Linked DNA regions of Pan troglodytes: region 2 is linked to region 1. Evidence: chromatin contacts called from public Hi-C data. All regions are on one chromosome and are shown on one strand. Each heading gives the region's core, a stretch centred on a gene start, on an enhancer-like site or on the middle of the called end of the contact. The rest is flanking DNA. Distances are from core to core; before and after follow the strand shown.

Region 1 (7,940 bases), core at 3,951-6,450:
CCCAGTGCTGGAAGCAGCCCGCAGATGGCAGAGGCCCTGAGTGCAGGTTCCCACCTGAGGCTGAGGACGCACCTGCCGCCTTCCTGCTCCTCAAACTGCAAAGCGACTGGTGAAGCTGCCCGGAGGAAATCTAAACTCTAAAGTCTGAATCTACATGAAAGTTTGTGATCCGTGTCTCTGGAATGGCACAACATCTTCAGTATATCACAGATAGAGGAGTGGTAGAATGACAGGAAAAATTATTATCCTCATTTTAAAAAAAAACCTCCTCAAATACAGGAAATGGACACTTTTCACTTGTTACAAACATAAAATGAATTATTCTAGAAATAACAAGACATGAAAAAATAGATATCAGGGTGGCTGTACCTTCCAACCACACCACAATGCTAGTAAATTACTGCCCCCTTCCTTTAAGATTTAGAAAGCGAGTTAAATAGCATAGAAAATGTTGATAGTGGCAGGAAAGGAAGTACCAGATTCCTAACTGAAGTTCAGCTACTCCTTCAATTCACACATGCACACACACACATACCCCTGCCTCAAAAATGTCACACATACCCCTACCTCAAAAATGTTAAGAAACAAAACAAAATACATCCTTTCCAATTCTGATTTTTCAGATTCCTTTTCCAGCCAATAGTAGTCCCAGCTACTTGGGAGGCCGGGGCAGGAAGGTCACCTGAGGTTAGGAGTTCAAGATCAGCCTGGGCAACACAGTGAGACCCTATCACTAAAAAAAAAAAAAAAAAAAAAAAAAAAAAAACTAATCAATTAAAATGCCTTTCCAAAAGGGTTTTGGAGGATGTTTCTTACTGCTTTTATGTTCTCAATCTTACACACCTTATTAGCAACTGATAAATGCTATAAAGACAAAAAAAAAAAGAGAGAGGTATGTTCAGGACCCAGAATGATGCTTTATTACTTACTTATAACTATTGGTTCAGTGGCTTACTAGGTACACACTTATAAAGTCTACATTTTCATTGGCTGAATGTGATGTCATTTCTACCAACACACACTGAAGAGAAATGCACACTGCTTCTTCTGGAACTAAAACTTTCATCTGGGGTGTGGGCTGATGTTGTTAGGGAGTGACAGAGAAAGGAGGAGCCAGGCTGAGGCTCCAAGGCCTGTGCCGTGGCCGCCCTCTTGTGTTCAGAGAGCAAACTACACTCAATCCAAGCTCCTTGTATTTCAGACACTTAGGAGGGCTGCAGGGAGGTGAAGAGGACCTAGAATTAAAGTAGGAAAGAGTCTCAGAGGCTTTACTTCTTGAAGGAGGACGTTAACTCCCAGATAATGCGAAGTATCTTGTCCAAGACCACACAGCAAAGCAAGACCTGAACCCCTGTTGGGAGTTAAAGACAGCAGATAAAGAGCTGTTAATATGAATACAACTGGGGCCTTACATCACTATTTTTGTTCTGTAAAATGCTATTTGTAAATGATGTAGTTCCAATAAATTTATTCTTTTTTTTTTTTTTTTGAGACAGTCTTGCTCTGTCGCCCAGGCTGGAGTGCAGTGGCGTGATCTCAGCTCACTGCAAGCTCTGCCTCCCGGGTTCACGCCATTCTCCCGCCTCAGCCTCCCAAGCAGCTGGGACTACAGGCGCCCGCCACCACACCTGGCTAATTTTTTGTATTTTTAGTAGAGACGGGGTTTCACCATGTTAGCCAGGATGGTCTCGATCTCCTGACCTTGTGATCCACCCGCCTCGGCCTCCCAAAGTGCTGGGATTACAGGCCAATACATTTAGTCTTTAAAAAGAAAAAAGAAACCTCTACTTAAAAAGAGAGTCAACTATCATATCTGAGCATCCGAGTAACAGCGCTGGGAACTACGTGCTCGCCATGGCTCTGACACCATCTAGAGTAACCACTCATGCTGAAAGCCGACACTTTTACATTTTTAGACTTTCATGCAATGACAGCCAACTATATCAATCCTAAGTATGTTTTGAGCATGAGTTGACAAATGTAATGGTGTATCTGAAAGGAAAAGGAAGGCAAGGACTCCCCTCAGATAACTTCACATACTGAGGTGCATTAAGATAACATGCCCAAAAATGGTTTCTGAAAAGGAGCAGTAGGCTACAGGGCAAGGAAAACAGCCCGTGCTCTGGAGTGGTCAGGGCCCAGGCACCCCTTCACGGGGCTGGGATAAGGAGCAGAAGAAACCGAGAATTGAAATGCCAGTGACCTCAATGACAGAGACCACACAGTGCAGCAGGGCAGCAGTTCCCAACCACAGAGGACCCAGTCCCGATCCCCAACCACAGGAGACCCAGTCCCCAAGAGGGCAATTCCTAGCCACAGGGGGACCGGCCCTGATCCCCAACCACAGGGGACCCGGCCCCGATCCCCAACCACAGAGGACCCAGTCCCCAAGAGGGCGTGGACTCTGCAGTGGGGCGGCAATTCCCAACCACAGGGGGTCCGGTCCTGATCCCCAGCCACAGGAGACCTGGCCCCGATCCCCAACCACAGGGGACCTGGTCCCAAAAAGGGACATGGACTCTCATGGTGTCTTCTTCCCTGACAGAATCTGGCCCAAGGCCACCAGATACTACGAATTTCTTGACATTTCAGCCGTAAAAGGGATGATTATATTGGACAGATCCACATTTTATTTAGAACATGATTTTATATGCAATTATCATAATACCTCCAATTTTCCCCCCCAAAATATCCCCTGGGATAACAGACCTGTTCACAACAGCAGGTAAATCCACAGTCACCTGTCTGTTTTCAGCGACTGCCCCTACCCCATCCAGCCCCCTGCCACCATTTCTCAAAATGGGGAGGCCCAAAGTTCCTACTTTCTGGCTTGGGAACATGAAGAGGCCACGAAGGAAATGGCAGACAACCTCATCTAAGGAGTCTAGAGTCAGGGGGTCCTCTGGACCCCCCAATATTCTCCCAATCTGACACCTCTAGCCTGGCTGATGAAATCAGTGCTGACCCGGACCCCAAGTCATGTCCAGGAACAGTTACGCTGGAGCAACATCCACCACCAGGTGGTGCCAGAGTGCAGCCAGGACGGGGCCAACTTGGCTCCTGGATCAAGAACTGCAGGCAGGAGCTTCAAGGCTCACCCAGGGCGTCTCAAGATTTAACCACTTAACAAGGCAGGTCCAGATAGAACTGATTTTATTTTTGAATCTCACTTATCATATTATGGTAGGGTGTTACTGAATTTTAAAAATTTCTGAGTTTAGTTTAATGTTTTCTGCTAATTTCTGCTCCAAATTCAAAAGAAAGAGTGCAGTTTCTTGCAACAACACTGTGGCAAGAGTGCATGAGGAGATCTCACTAGAAATATAAAACTAACTTTACAGCCCGAAGATTAAACAAGCAAAAAATACAGATGGAGGGGAACAGATATAAACCCTCCCGGTCAGCTGGTCCGGATATGGGGCGTCGCGGGTCTCAGTGCCAGGTGGCTCTCGAATTCCGGCAGCTGCAGGAGAGCAGGCAGGCAGAGCCTTTTAGAAGAGTGGCCACGTTTCCATGTATTTATTCTCTTTAGGAAGGGAAATGATAGTGCCTGCCCACCCCAGAGGCTACTGTGCTTTGGTTACACGTGGCCAAAACGTTCAACACTTTTGAGAGACGTTTTATCCCAATGTAACTGTTCATTATATCTTAGCAAGTATTTGTTTCTGATCAGCTAGGAGGAGAGGGGCCTGCAAGAGGGGCAACAAGCAGCAGCTTTCAGAGAAACCAAATGTCAGGAAACTGCTGGCAGCTGATCACAGGCCTGCCGAAGCCAAACGCCTCCTTCCCACTCTTCGCAGTGTGTCCTCGACGAGGCCAGGGGCAGAGGAGCTGGTACACTAACAGCCTGTCTTGTTGGCTCTTGGACTAAGAATGCCTTCCTGCCCTTTCATCAGACTGCATCTGATCTCTTTTTTTGAGGTGGGGCCTTGCTATGTTGCTGAGGCTGGTCTTAAACTCCTGGCATCAAGCGGTCCTCTCGCCTTGGCCTCCCAAGTCGTGGGGATTCCAGCTGCATGCTACAGTGCCTGGCTTCGTCTAGTTTTCGTGGAGGTGGATTATGATACCAACTGAGACGTATCTAGCTTTCCTGAATGTCTACTAAAAAATCCTGCCATTGAAAGAGCTTCATAAAGTGACAGAACATTTCAGCTGGAAGGGACCCTGGGAATGGCTACCCAGGCTCCATGAAGCCTCCGACTTGCCCCCTGGGGCCTTTCCTTTCTCTCAGCCTCTCTGTTTCTCATGATTTACTCGTCTGACGTTGCATTTACTGTGCCTTAGATAGGTCTGGTATGCTTAGGTGATGTTTTTAAAAAACATGTCGGATGAATACATGGATAATCACAGTGACCAGGTACTGAGCATAAATGATAGGCTAGGCACTGAGCTCAGTGTTTCATGTATTTTATCCTCAGTTTTTATGAAAACAAAGGAATTGAAGTATTGAGCCATTTCCTAGATGGAGGAACCTGACATCCAGAGGTGAAGCAATTTGCCTAAAGGAATGCATGCATTCAACAAGTATTTACTGAGCTGGTATCGTCTGCCAAGCTCTGCACGGTGCTGTGGACACAGGCAGTGAGCCAATGAGCCCCTGTTCTTACGCCAGTCATGTAGAAGGCGGAAAAATGAAGTGGAGACAGCAGTGTTAGAGGCCCTGAACTGGCAACAAAGGAGGCACTTTTGGTTTTTCTCAATGCAGAATGTGATACGGTTAGTCTAACGTTTCAAAACTTCCATCTGGTGGCCTGGGGAGGGGGAAGCAGAGTAGAACGAGGTGAGCCAGTCAAAAGGTGCCACAGTCCCAGCCACAGGCGGAAACAGGGATGGGGAAAAGAGAAAAAGGTGGAAACGCATTTCCTGGTAACAACGGCTTAATTCATAGTGACAATAATTCCAGGACTTGTAAGCCCAGGAGAAGGGCAAATAAGAGATAAATTTTGGTCAGGGGCCTTTGCGCATGTCTCAGATCATATTATCTACGCGGCTGTGTGCTGAGCTGACCTGCCCAATGCTAAACGCGTCAGTCAACGTCACTCAATAGGCATTGCAGGGTTAGGCGGGCGGACCCAGCCAGCCAGGCTGCAATCCTCGCCACATTAATATGAAAGGCAATTGAGAGACTTTGGCCCAAACCCCGCTAAACCTTTCCAGCCGGCAAGCACCTGCAGAGAGCCTTCCCTCCCCTGCCCCCACAAGCAAGGCCCTCACAGCAGCTCTGTCCTGCATTTAGGGGAACGGCTGACCCAGCTGCACTGTGTGGAAGGGCTGGCATTTGAACTCCGCTTTCAGTGGCTCCTGGGAGCTCTGTCCTGTGGGCTCAGCAGCACTGCACTTCTGGCCAGTCCAGCTCGGCCCTTCATCTCCCTGGAACAGAGAGCAGCAGCTGCGGAGACTCAACTTGGCAGGCTCAGTCTCAAGGGCCTTTGTCCAGCTCCTTTTTTCTGCCTGAAACTTTGCAGCTGTACTAAAATAACTGAAAATGGTCACTGTTGCCCCTTTATTTTTCTAAAAGCCCCTCCCCTCTCCCCTTTCCCCTGCAAAGAATTAGATGACAGCTTTAAAATCCTGTGGACAGAGGATGTTCTGTTAATATTGAGGCAAAAGCTGTCCACTAAGCAGTTTGATAGGAATCCATGTGTCTAATTAGATGCTGTGGATTCAGTATTCCTGCTCCCTGAGCGACCAACTGTGCTTCCAAGAAAGTGCCCAAGAAGAGGGTTTACCGCAGTGTCTAGTCACCAGCACAAATGCAGCTATTTATCAGGAGCCACGGGAGTGTTCAGATCTTTCGGGGGAAGGGATAAGGGGAAGGCCTGTGGGACAGGGAACCAGCACAGTTGGGTCAGAGGCTGTCTCTGTTCTCAGCTCGCTGTGTGGCTCCGAGCAAGCCATACAAGCTCTCTGAGTTTCAGTGCTGTCCTTTGTAAATGGACGGATTTGGGCCAAAGTCTCTCAATTGCCTTTCATATTAATGTTTAATTGTTTTTCAAGGAAAGATTTCTATTTCCTCCACTGACCTAGAGCATTAAAAAACAAAAACAAAAACAAAAGAGTAGTTTCCTTCTTGTTGGCTAATTCCTGCTTTCTGTTTTTAATCCATAACTCCTGTATTGAATCCCTAATTCCCGCTATTTTTAATCCCTAACTCCTGTATTTAGTCCCTAATTCCCGCTTTCTATTTTTAATCCCTAACTCCTGTATTTCATCCCTAATTCCTGCTTTCTATTGTTAATCGCTAACTCTCAAGGGCTGATGTGAGGCAGTCCCACCTTCCATGCGCTCCAAGAAAGGCAGAGGTCAGCGGGCCCAGCACTGGGGCACCAACACATTCACCCTCCCCATTCCGTGCTACAGCTGTTTCCTCTGACGGCACTTCGGCAGGGTGGCCGCCCTTTCAGCTCTAGCCTTATTTAGGGAGGGAAGGGAGGGTAGTGGAAAAACATCAGTACCAACTGGCCTGCTTCTGTGACTCAACTGCCATTTGACCAAGTTCAGGGAGCTTGGAACGCACCAGGCTCCTCGGTTACCCTTATGGTGATAGCCTTCCCTCCTAACTCAACCCCACAGGCAGCTGTTTCAACAGGACCCCTCTGCAAGACTCCTTCAACCACACGACGCCTTCACTGCTGTCTGCCCAGACAACTTCATCGTGTCCACCAGAAATCGGTATGACGCAACTTCCCAGATCACACTGTGAAAGCTGCCGAGGAGCTGAGACTTTGCCTGTCTTCCCTTCAAGACAGTGCACGCCATAGTGCCTGCTGAGTCCTCGCATCTGCCCCTGCAATCCATCCCTCCTCCTGACCACCATGGCCCATCCTCTGTATTATCCTTGTGGCATGAGCCCACACCGCTGGGACGTGAGATCTGTTGAATACATTTATCTTTGTGTGTATAGCCCCATTTAGGCGCTGTGGGGCAGGAACTAAATGAGGTATCTTTTGGCATCTCAAAATAAAACCCAACACCTTGGATATAACGGGTGCTCAATAAGGGGTGCGGGCAACTAGAATGACTATTCAAATAGAAGGAATGATGGGCTCACACTGCAGGGAGCTGAGTGAGCCGCAATAGTACACAAGGAAAATGACAGCACATTCCTAATTTCTCAAAAACGTAGCTCATCAAGTTTTCCTCCTAGGAAGAGCTGCACGGTTCTTCTGAACTTGATTGCCTAGAAGGCATTCCGGATGGAAACTCTCACCCATGTCTTCATGGAGACCACCCCACAATGCTGGATCCCCCCGGCCCACTGAGGTTCCTATGATCCTCTCATGGCCTCTTGGGTTTTCCCTCCTATCGCCAACCAGAGACAGTTATTACATACATGTTTCTGTGGTAACTGGGCTTGTACTTATCTTTTGCTACCAGACTGGAAGCCATGGGGGGCCAGGGCTGTTGTGGTCACCAAAAGGTAGCTGCTCAAAGATGACTTACTGGATGAAAGACTGACCGGGGAGATGGTCTGTTAGACTGGATTTGAAACTTCGGTTTGAGAAATGTCATTGGTATAGTTTGGATATTTCTCCCCTCCAAATCTCATGTTGAAATGTGATCCCCAGTGTGGGGGGCTGGCCTGGTGGGAGGTGCTTGGGTCATGGGAGCGAATCTCTTATGAATGGCTTGCTGCCTTCCCTGTAGTAAGAGGGAGTTCTCACACCAGTGGTTCCTGCAAGATCTGATGGTTTAAAGGACCCTGGCACCTGCTCTTCTTTCTCCTGCCATGTGACACACACCAGCTCCCCCTCTGCCCTTGCCACGAGTAAAAGCTTCCTGAGGCCTCATCACAAGCTGCGCAGATGCTGGCACCATACTTGTATAGCCTGCAGAACCATAAGCCAGATAAACCTCTCTCTTTATGAATTACCCAGCCTCAGGCATTCCTTTGGCAGCAACAGGAAAGTGACTAACAGTGACGTGATAAGGAAGCTTAG
Region 2 (7,940 bases), core at 3,232-5,731, 100 kb after region 1:
GTTCAAGAACAGCCTGGCCAATATGGCGAAGCCTCATCTCTACTAAGAATGCTGGCGGGCACCTGTAATCCCAGCTATTCGGGAGGCTGAGGAGGAAGAACCGCTTGAACTCGGGAGGCGGAGGTTGCAGTGAGCTGAGGTCGCGCCACTGCACTCCAGCCTGGGTGACAAAAGCAAAACTCCACCTCAAAAAAAAAAAAAAAAAAATTCAAATGTCACATGATGATATTAAATTTCCTGTGCTATGCAACACAGAGAAATGCTACAACGTTGAAATCCTGAAAAACATATTCATAAAAAGCATTTAGCGACTTAAAAGACATTCAATACAACCTGTAACAGTGAGTTCCCCTCCTCTTTCCAGCTAATTCCACTAATGCTGTGACCTTAACAACGCTTTTGCTAAAACAGAGGAAAATTTATAGGACCACTTACCCCTCAGCTGACAGCTAAACCACTGCTTCTCCCTGGGCTCACTAAAGATGACCTTTACCCAAAACTAGGCTGCAACGTCCCTGTAAATGTTGACTAACAATTTCAAAACTCCCAAGTTCTTTGTCCATGCCTAAGGAAGATGAATTGAAACCAGATATCTCAAAGTCAGAACTAACAGAGGCCTTAAACATCAGATGGCCCAACCCCTTCTTTGACAACCGAGGGATCTAAAGCTGAGATTATGGAAGAAAATAGCCTGTTCAGTAACAAAGCGAAAACCAAAGCCTAGTCACCTAACCTCTGGTCCAGAACTCCTGCAACAACCCAGCACCCATGCAGGACCAGTCTCCCTAACCAGAAACTCCGAAATCTGTAACTTTTTGAGCGCTGACGTGACGCTCAATGAAGTCTTCACTGGAGCAGCTCAGATTTTGGATTTTTGAATTCAGGATACTCAACCAGCAAGTATAATACATATTCAAAAATCCAAAAATGTAAAAAAATCTGAAACACTTCTGGTTCCAAGCAGTTTGGATAAGGGATATTCAACCTGCATTGTTTCTTTTCCTCTAATGAAGGAAATTAAAAATGAGGCCTGAGCAAAGCCATTTAATCCATACTAAAGCCATTCAAGAGTTTAATTAGCACCCATTTAAAGTTAAGTGCTACCCACAGATATTTAAAAGCATGAATACATACACGCCTATAATCCCAGAACTCTGGAAGGCTGAGGCGGGAGGATCACCTGATGTCAGGCGTTCAAGACCAGCCCGGCCAATGCGGTGAAACCCCGTCTTTACTAAAAATGCAAAAATTAGCCGGGTGTGGTGGCACACACCTGTTATCCCAGCTACTCAGAAGGCTGAGGCACGAGAATCGCTTGAACCTGGGGGGAGCACGTTGCAGTAAGCCGAGATCACACCACTGTACTTCCAGCCTGGGCGACAGAGCAAGACTCTGTCTCAAAAAAAAAAAATTAATTTAAATTGTGTTTTAACATGGAGCCCAAGTTCCCAGAACACAAGCCCTGCTCTATGCTCCAAGGGCACACAGGGTGCCCCTTTATCTTAATACTCGCCATATTCCATGGCAGCCCTTGGCATCACACTAGGCTTCCTGTGCATGAGGCAGGGATCATATATTATCACTTTTCTGTCCCCAATGTCTAGCCTAGAAGACACTCAGTAAATGATTACTGAATTAAGTCAGTTACTAAGATATTTTAAACTTGTATTAACAAAATTGATTTAATTGATTTAATAAGTTTACCAATGCAGCTTTGATACCACACAGCTTAAATCTCAACTTGTGGATTTATCTTGTGTTCTGCTAGATTATCATCTATTAATATTTAGGAGGCACATACTAGATGCCTAATTCATCACTAATTGCTGGGGACCTAGCAGTGGCAAAACAACATTCCTTGTTCAAAGAGAAGTTCTAGTTTAAAGAGGAATAGAAGGAACAGGCTAGATTGATGAGAGAGCTAAGAAAAGGACAGGCTGCCATAGGAAGCACCTGTTCTTGTCTGGATGGTGCATAGTTAACGAAGTCTGAGTGCTTCGTATAGCATAAGATCATCTCCTCCAAAGAAGCTAATGAAGCTTTGATGCCCCAGTACCAGAAGTCACCATAAAGGTGCACATAGCCACGTGCTTAGTGTAGGAAGTGAAACCAAACAAACAAAGCTCCAACTTCTAGAGGCAACGGTCCAATTATAAAATCCTCTGGCTACATTCAATTGAAATTCAAGGTATTCAAGAGGCCAATATTTAAGTGATAAATTAACCCAATCACTTAAAACTAAAGTAGTCTTTGGTTCGAGGGGTAAGGGTATACTACCTTTTACAAATTCATTAGCTCTTAATATTTACATTTAAATATGATGATGGTGGTGTCATAATAACTTTACTGAGCAGTTACTATGTGTTAGGCACCAAACTAAGCACTTTACACACATATTTGCACAATCCTGTTAGATGATGACCCCTTGTCATCCCATTTCATAGATGAAAGTCAGGTTTATATAAGCTTAAAAACTTGCCCCAAATTACACAGCTAGTTAGCAAAACCCAGGCAGCCTGACTCCATAGCCCTTGCTTAAAGAAGTATTATTTATAAACTGTCCAGCACAGCAGTGGTACAAACAAGAGTTCAATAAATGCCTAAAGAGTACTTCATACCCAAAATCATTTCCTGCCAATCAAACTAGACTTACTCTGGTTCTGCATAACCAACTGTCAAATTACTGTTTCATGAAGAAAAGGTGGAATGGGTAGAGATCAGAACAGAGTGAATAACTGGCAAATATACTTCACGGCAGGTAGTAACAGGATGTGGCATTTAGGCAATTTCCACATTTGTTTGCATAACATTTTTTTCATGGTTCCAAAGCGCAAGAGCCATTCTAAGCTAGTGAAAGCATAAGGCATGTCTATGATTCAGGACTCCAATTCACCGTGGATCAGTGGATCTCAATTTTTACTGTATATCAGAACCATCTGGGGGTTTTTAACAGAACTATAGCTGCCCAGGCTCCATTCCTGCAGATTCTATTTCAACTGGTCTGGAGTCAGCATGCATGCTTTTTTCACAGCCCCCCAGATGCAGCTAGGGTTGCAAACCACTGTCCAAGACGCTCTCACACTTTGGCTCAGTTCAACACACATTCATTGAGATCCTAAGCACTACGAATCGGGCTAAGACAAATCAGGCTCCACTCCCTAATAATATTGGCAAAGAAACCAATCTCAGAGATTTATTCCAGTCCAAACCAAATAAATTGCCGGGTGAAAAAAATACCCTGGTATAGGCTGCCATACAAAACAACTTCCTGTATCTTCCCGGTCAGCGGCCTAGGGACTGACTCTGAGCCATGAGAATTCAGAATCAGGGAAAAATGCCAGTCTGAGGCATCTGCCACACTCCTAGCACACCCCCAAAAGCGCCCAGCTACATTTCACATCCACTGCCCTAACAGGAGTCGAAATAGGGAAAAGCAGTGCAATACAGAAAACAGAGCCTGCTGGGAGTCAAAAGACTGGGGAATTCCAGTCCTAGCCCTGCTACCAACCGGCCCGGTCACTTCTCTCTGGTCTTGGTGTGGCCAACAGTTACAGAGAGGGTGAGGCATAAAAACACAGATGTTAGGCAACCTCCAGAATTCAAAATACATAGAAATAAAAAAACATTAAGGTGATATCAAGGAATTTATGCCATCAACCAGAAAAGTAACTGAAGTATTCCTTTTCCCATTCTTAAGAAATCAAAAGTGGAAGCAGAAAATTGAGCAATCAGCCTACCAAGTCAACTGGGGCAACAGACTACACTCACGGATTCTGCTCACAACAGCGGGAGTAACAGACCAAAAGAAGAACTGCAGAGCATCCCTCTCTCCCCTGTTCACCCGTGCCACGAGTACGTGAGTGCATTAATAGGCAGCACCCAGTCTCCTGTTCCACTGACTCCAGCGTCCACTCACTGCGAGCCTACTAAGTGGCCACATGTGCTATGATGCTGTCTCATCTCGTCACCATAGACATCTCTGCTGGAGGTGAGTATGTGATAGACGAAAATCACGGAGGCCTAGGGAGGTTGAGACATGTATTCCCACTGCGGTGAGGGCGTGCTTGAGAGGCACCCCACGACCGGGCCCTCCATGCCACTCTCCTCAGTAATCACTCCCAGACCAGAGCACCGAGGGGTGGATCTTCTTCCTCTCACTTTTTTCAGCCCCTTGGCTGACCCAGCATTCCCCAGAAAGCTATCGAGTCCTGGCAGCTCTGAGGCCACAAAGCCATAAACGCACGGGACACACAGCCCATCTGTCTCCAACGGGTCTTTTACTTGTCACGCTGGTCATTTCTACAAGCAGATGGGTTGAGAAAGACTTGGCAAGTTACCACGAAATGACCCCTCCACTCCTCCCTGGGGGAAGGCTGACTAGCGAGCCAGGACGGCTTTCTTCCCCAACTCCCTGCATTCCTGTCCCTAAGGAGCCAGAGACAATCCCACCAAATATAGGCAGGAGACAGCCGCCTCCTTCCTACAGCTGGAGGGGGGAAGGGTCCTCTTGGGCCTTTCTAAGTGCATGAAAACCAAACTGTGAGCTGTACTGACCCGGGCCTCGCCCATGTTGCAGGCATGTACAACATAGGCGCCCAGTGGTATCATCAGGCAGAACTATGAATGTGCTTTCTATCGTTTTCATACAATGATTCCAGAGCCGCTATTCACACAGCTCCACTTCTCACACAAATGATATGCTTTACGGACTGCACAGCATTTTCACCATGCCCCTCATCCACTCCTCCCAGCAGCCTTGTGTGATCCCTTGAGTATGCTTCCTCTCATCTCCATTTTTTAAGAAATGGAGTTTCTGAGTTTATGAAACCAAAACTTTCCCAAGAATATCCAACTAGTATTAGAACCAGGATATAAGGGCCTCTGATTCTAGAACCAGTACTTGTGCCACTATTCCACACGGGTCCCTCCAGGGATTTCTGCCTGATATTAAAATGCAGACAGCAAATCCATCTCTCTAGAGTCCTGGGGTTCTCCACAGACAAGAAGTAAAACTTCTAAGAGAAAGCTTACACTTATTTGGAAGGCTACCTGGGATATTTCTTTTTAGTTAGTTTGTTCATGTTTTGGAAAGAGTGTTCCAATGGCAACACGGGGAATGAAATATAGAAAGGATTCCATGATAAGGCAGAGTTATTAGGTGGCTCTTACAACAGTTCAAATGCAGCATGAGGCGCAACCAGAAAGGACAGAGAGAAAATGCATTTGAAAGAAATGCAAAATGAAGTCCACACAGACCCAGGATGGAAAAAAGGGTATTAGGCATGATGGTGGTTTCTAGTTTGAAAGACCGATGAACAAGGATGTCATTAACTATTGCAGAGTGGTATCCGGGACCTGGGTGCACCAGTTTGTTTAACCATTCACCTGCTGAGTGGTGTCCGGGCTGTTTCCAGTTTCTGGCGTTTTATAAATAATGCTGCTATGAACAAATACATATGGCTTTTGTGTGAACCTAAGTCTTCATTTCTCTGGGATAACTGCCCATGAATGTGAGTGCTGCGTCCTATGGCAATTGCACATTTAGTTTTTTAAGAAACTGTCAAACTGTTTTCCAGAATGGCTGTGCCATCTTCCATTCCCGCCAGCCAAGTGTGAGTGATTCCGTTTCCCTGCATCCTCACCAGCATTTGGTTTTGTTATTACTTTTTATTTTAGCCATTCTGATAGGTGTATAGTGATGTGGCTTTAGCGTGCATTTTTCTGATGGCTAACGATGTTGAACATCTTTTCACTTGCTTATATGTTATCTGAAATGTCTCTTCATGTCTTTTACTCATTTTCAAAGTAGATGGTTTGGTTTTACTGCTAAATTTTGATAGTTCTTTATATATTACAGATATGAGTCCTTTATCAGACATGTGGTTTGCAATTAGTTTCTCCCAGTCTGTAGCTCCTCTTTTCATCTTTATTTTGCATTTTACGTTTTAGTCCATGACCCATTTTGAGTTAATTTTTGTATGAGGTATGAGGTTTAGATCAGAGTTCAGGTTTTTTTCTATGAATAATCAGGTAGACAGCAATTTTTTTTAAGAGACAAGGTCTCACTCTGTCACCCAGGCTGGAATGCAATGACAAGATCATAGCTCACTGCAGCCTTGACTCTTGGGCTCAAGTTATCCTCCTGCCTCAGCCTCCTGGAGTAGCTGGGAACCCAGGCAGGTGCCACCGTGCCCAGTTAATTTTTTTAGTTTTTGTAGAGATAGGATCTTGTGCCATGTTATCCAGGCTGGTCTGGAACTCCTAGGCTCCAGTCATCATCCCACTTATGTGGGGCCAGGCACAGTGGCGCATGCCTGTAATCACAGCACTTTGGGAGGATGAAGCAGGAGAATCACTTGAACCCAGGAATTCCAGACCAGCCTGAGCAACATAGGGAGGCCCTGTCTCTGCAAAAAATTTTAAACATTAGCTAGGCATGGTGTTGCACACCTGTGGTCCCAGCTACTTGGGAGGCTGAGGTGGGAGGATCTCTTGAGCCTATGAGGCTGAGGCTGCAGTGAGCCATGATTGCACCACTACACTCCAGCCTGGGAGACAGTGAGACCCTGTCTCCAAAAAAAAAAAAAAAAAATGCTAGCGCATCACCCATATTAAAGATGGGTATTGTCTTTGTGAAACTTTAATTACAATTACATAATGGACATGTAAAATGTCCAGCTTGAAAGTTTGAAAAATATATAACTCTAAGTATCCTTACCTTAAAATTCTGATTCCTACCTAAGATATCGCATACCGTTTACATAAGTATCACAATGCCTGGACAACAACTAAAAACGTATAAGAGGAAGAAAATGAGCATGTATGCCTATTAATTAAGGTATATTTCCCACTTATTACATAAAAAAGTCATCACTGCAAACCCCTGTGACTGTATCTAAAGCAAGCCTAAAGTTTTACTTCTCTATATTATAAAATGCAAGGCTAAAATTCAAATACTACACATTTCCTGAAGCCAAGTTTAGTTAAAATAAATGCCTAGGGTCTATATCAAAAATATGAAAAAGCTAGCTGCTTCATAGCCATTCCAATCTAAGTTCAGCTTTTTCTAATTGACACATAATTGTATACTGTACATATGTATGGGGTACATACAGTGATGTTATAATACAGGTAATGTATGTGATCAGAGTAATTAGCATATCCACCATCTCAAACATTTATCATTTCTTTGTGTTGGTAACGTTCAATACCCTTCCTCCAAGTATCTGGAACTATATATTCTTTTTTTTTTTTTTTTTTTTGAGACAAAGTCTCACTCTGTCGCCCAGGCTAGAGTGCAGTGGCGCGATCTCAGCTCACCACAACCTCTGCTTCCCAGGTTCAAGCAATTCTCCTGCCTCAGCTTCCCTGGTAGCTGGGGTTACAGGCACCCACCACCACGCCCAGCTAATTTTTGTATTTTTAGTAGAGACGGGGTTTCGCCATGTTGGCCAGGCTGGTCTCTAACTCCTGACCTCAGGTGATCCACCCACCTCGGCCTCCCACAGTGCTGGGATTACAGGCATGAGCCACCGTGCCCAGCCTGAAACTATATATTCTTGTTATCCACATAAGAGAACATGTGGTGTTTAACTTTCTGTCCCTGGCTGATTTCACATAATGTCCTCCAGTTCCACCCACATTGCTGAGAATAACAGGACTTCATCCTGTGTTACGGCTGAATAGTACTCCACTGTGTATAAAGACCACGTTTTCTCTATCCATCATGTGCTGTTGGACACCGAGGCTGATTCCATATCTCGGCTATGGTGAACAGCGCTGCAGGAAACACAGAGGTGCAGATGCCCCTCCGACACTGATTTCCTTTTCTTTGGGTATCTACACAGTAGTGGGGCTGCTAGATCACACTGTGGTTTTATTTGCAGTTTTCTCAGGAACCTCCATACTGTTTTCCATAGTGGCTGCACTAGCTTACTCTT

Evidence for each region. A called contact is a pair of places that touch in the nucleus more often than the background predicts.
Region 2: a contact with region 1 is called in a Hi-C map of stem cell-derived neural progenitor cells, with 2.9 times the contacts expected there. The contact joins two enhancer-like sites.

Annotation. Positions count from the first base shown.
Region 1 is chr3:8,131,336-8,139,275 of NHGRI_mPanTro3-v2.0_pri, forward strand. All of the region lies in intron 9 of AFAP1 (actin filament associated protein 1), which reads right to left. Among named protein-coding and RNA genes, the nearest start is that of AFAP1, 140 kb to the right of the region's middle. Within about 2 kb of position 5,201, at least 11 of the 24 cell types and tissues checked have an H3K27ac peak or open chromatin away from gene starts, as enhancers often do. A contact at or near this core is called in stem cell-derived neural progenitor cells, where this site is marked.
Region 2 is chr3:8,236,505-8,244,444 of NHGRI_mPanTro3-v2.0_pri, forward strand. All of the region lies in intron 1 of AFAP1 (actin filament associated protein 1), which reads right to left. Among named protein-coding and RNA genes, the nearest start is that of AFAP1, 30 kb to the right of the region's middle. Within about 2 kb of position 4,482, at least 7 of the 24 cell types and tissues checked have an H3K27ac peak or open chromatin away from gene starts, as enhancers often do. A contact at or near this core is called in stem cell-derived neural progenitor cells, where this site is marked.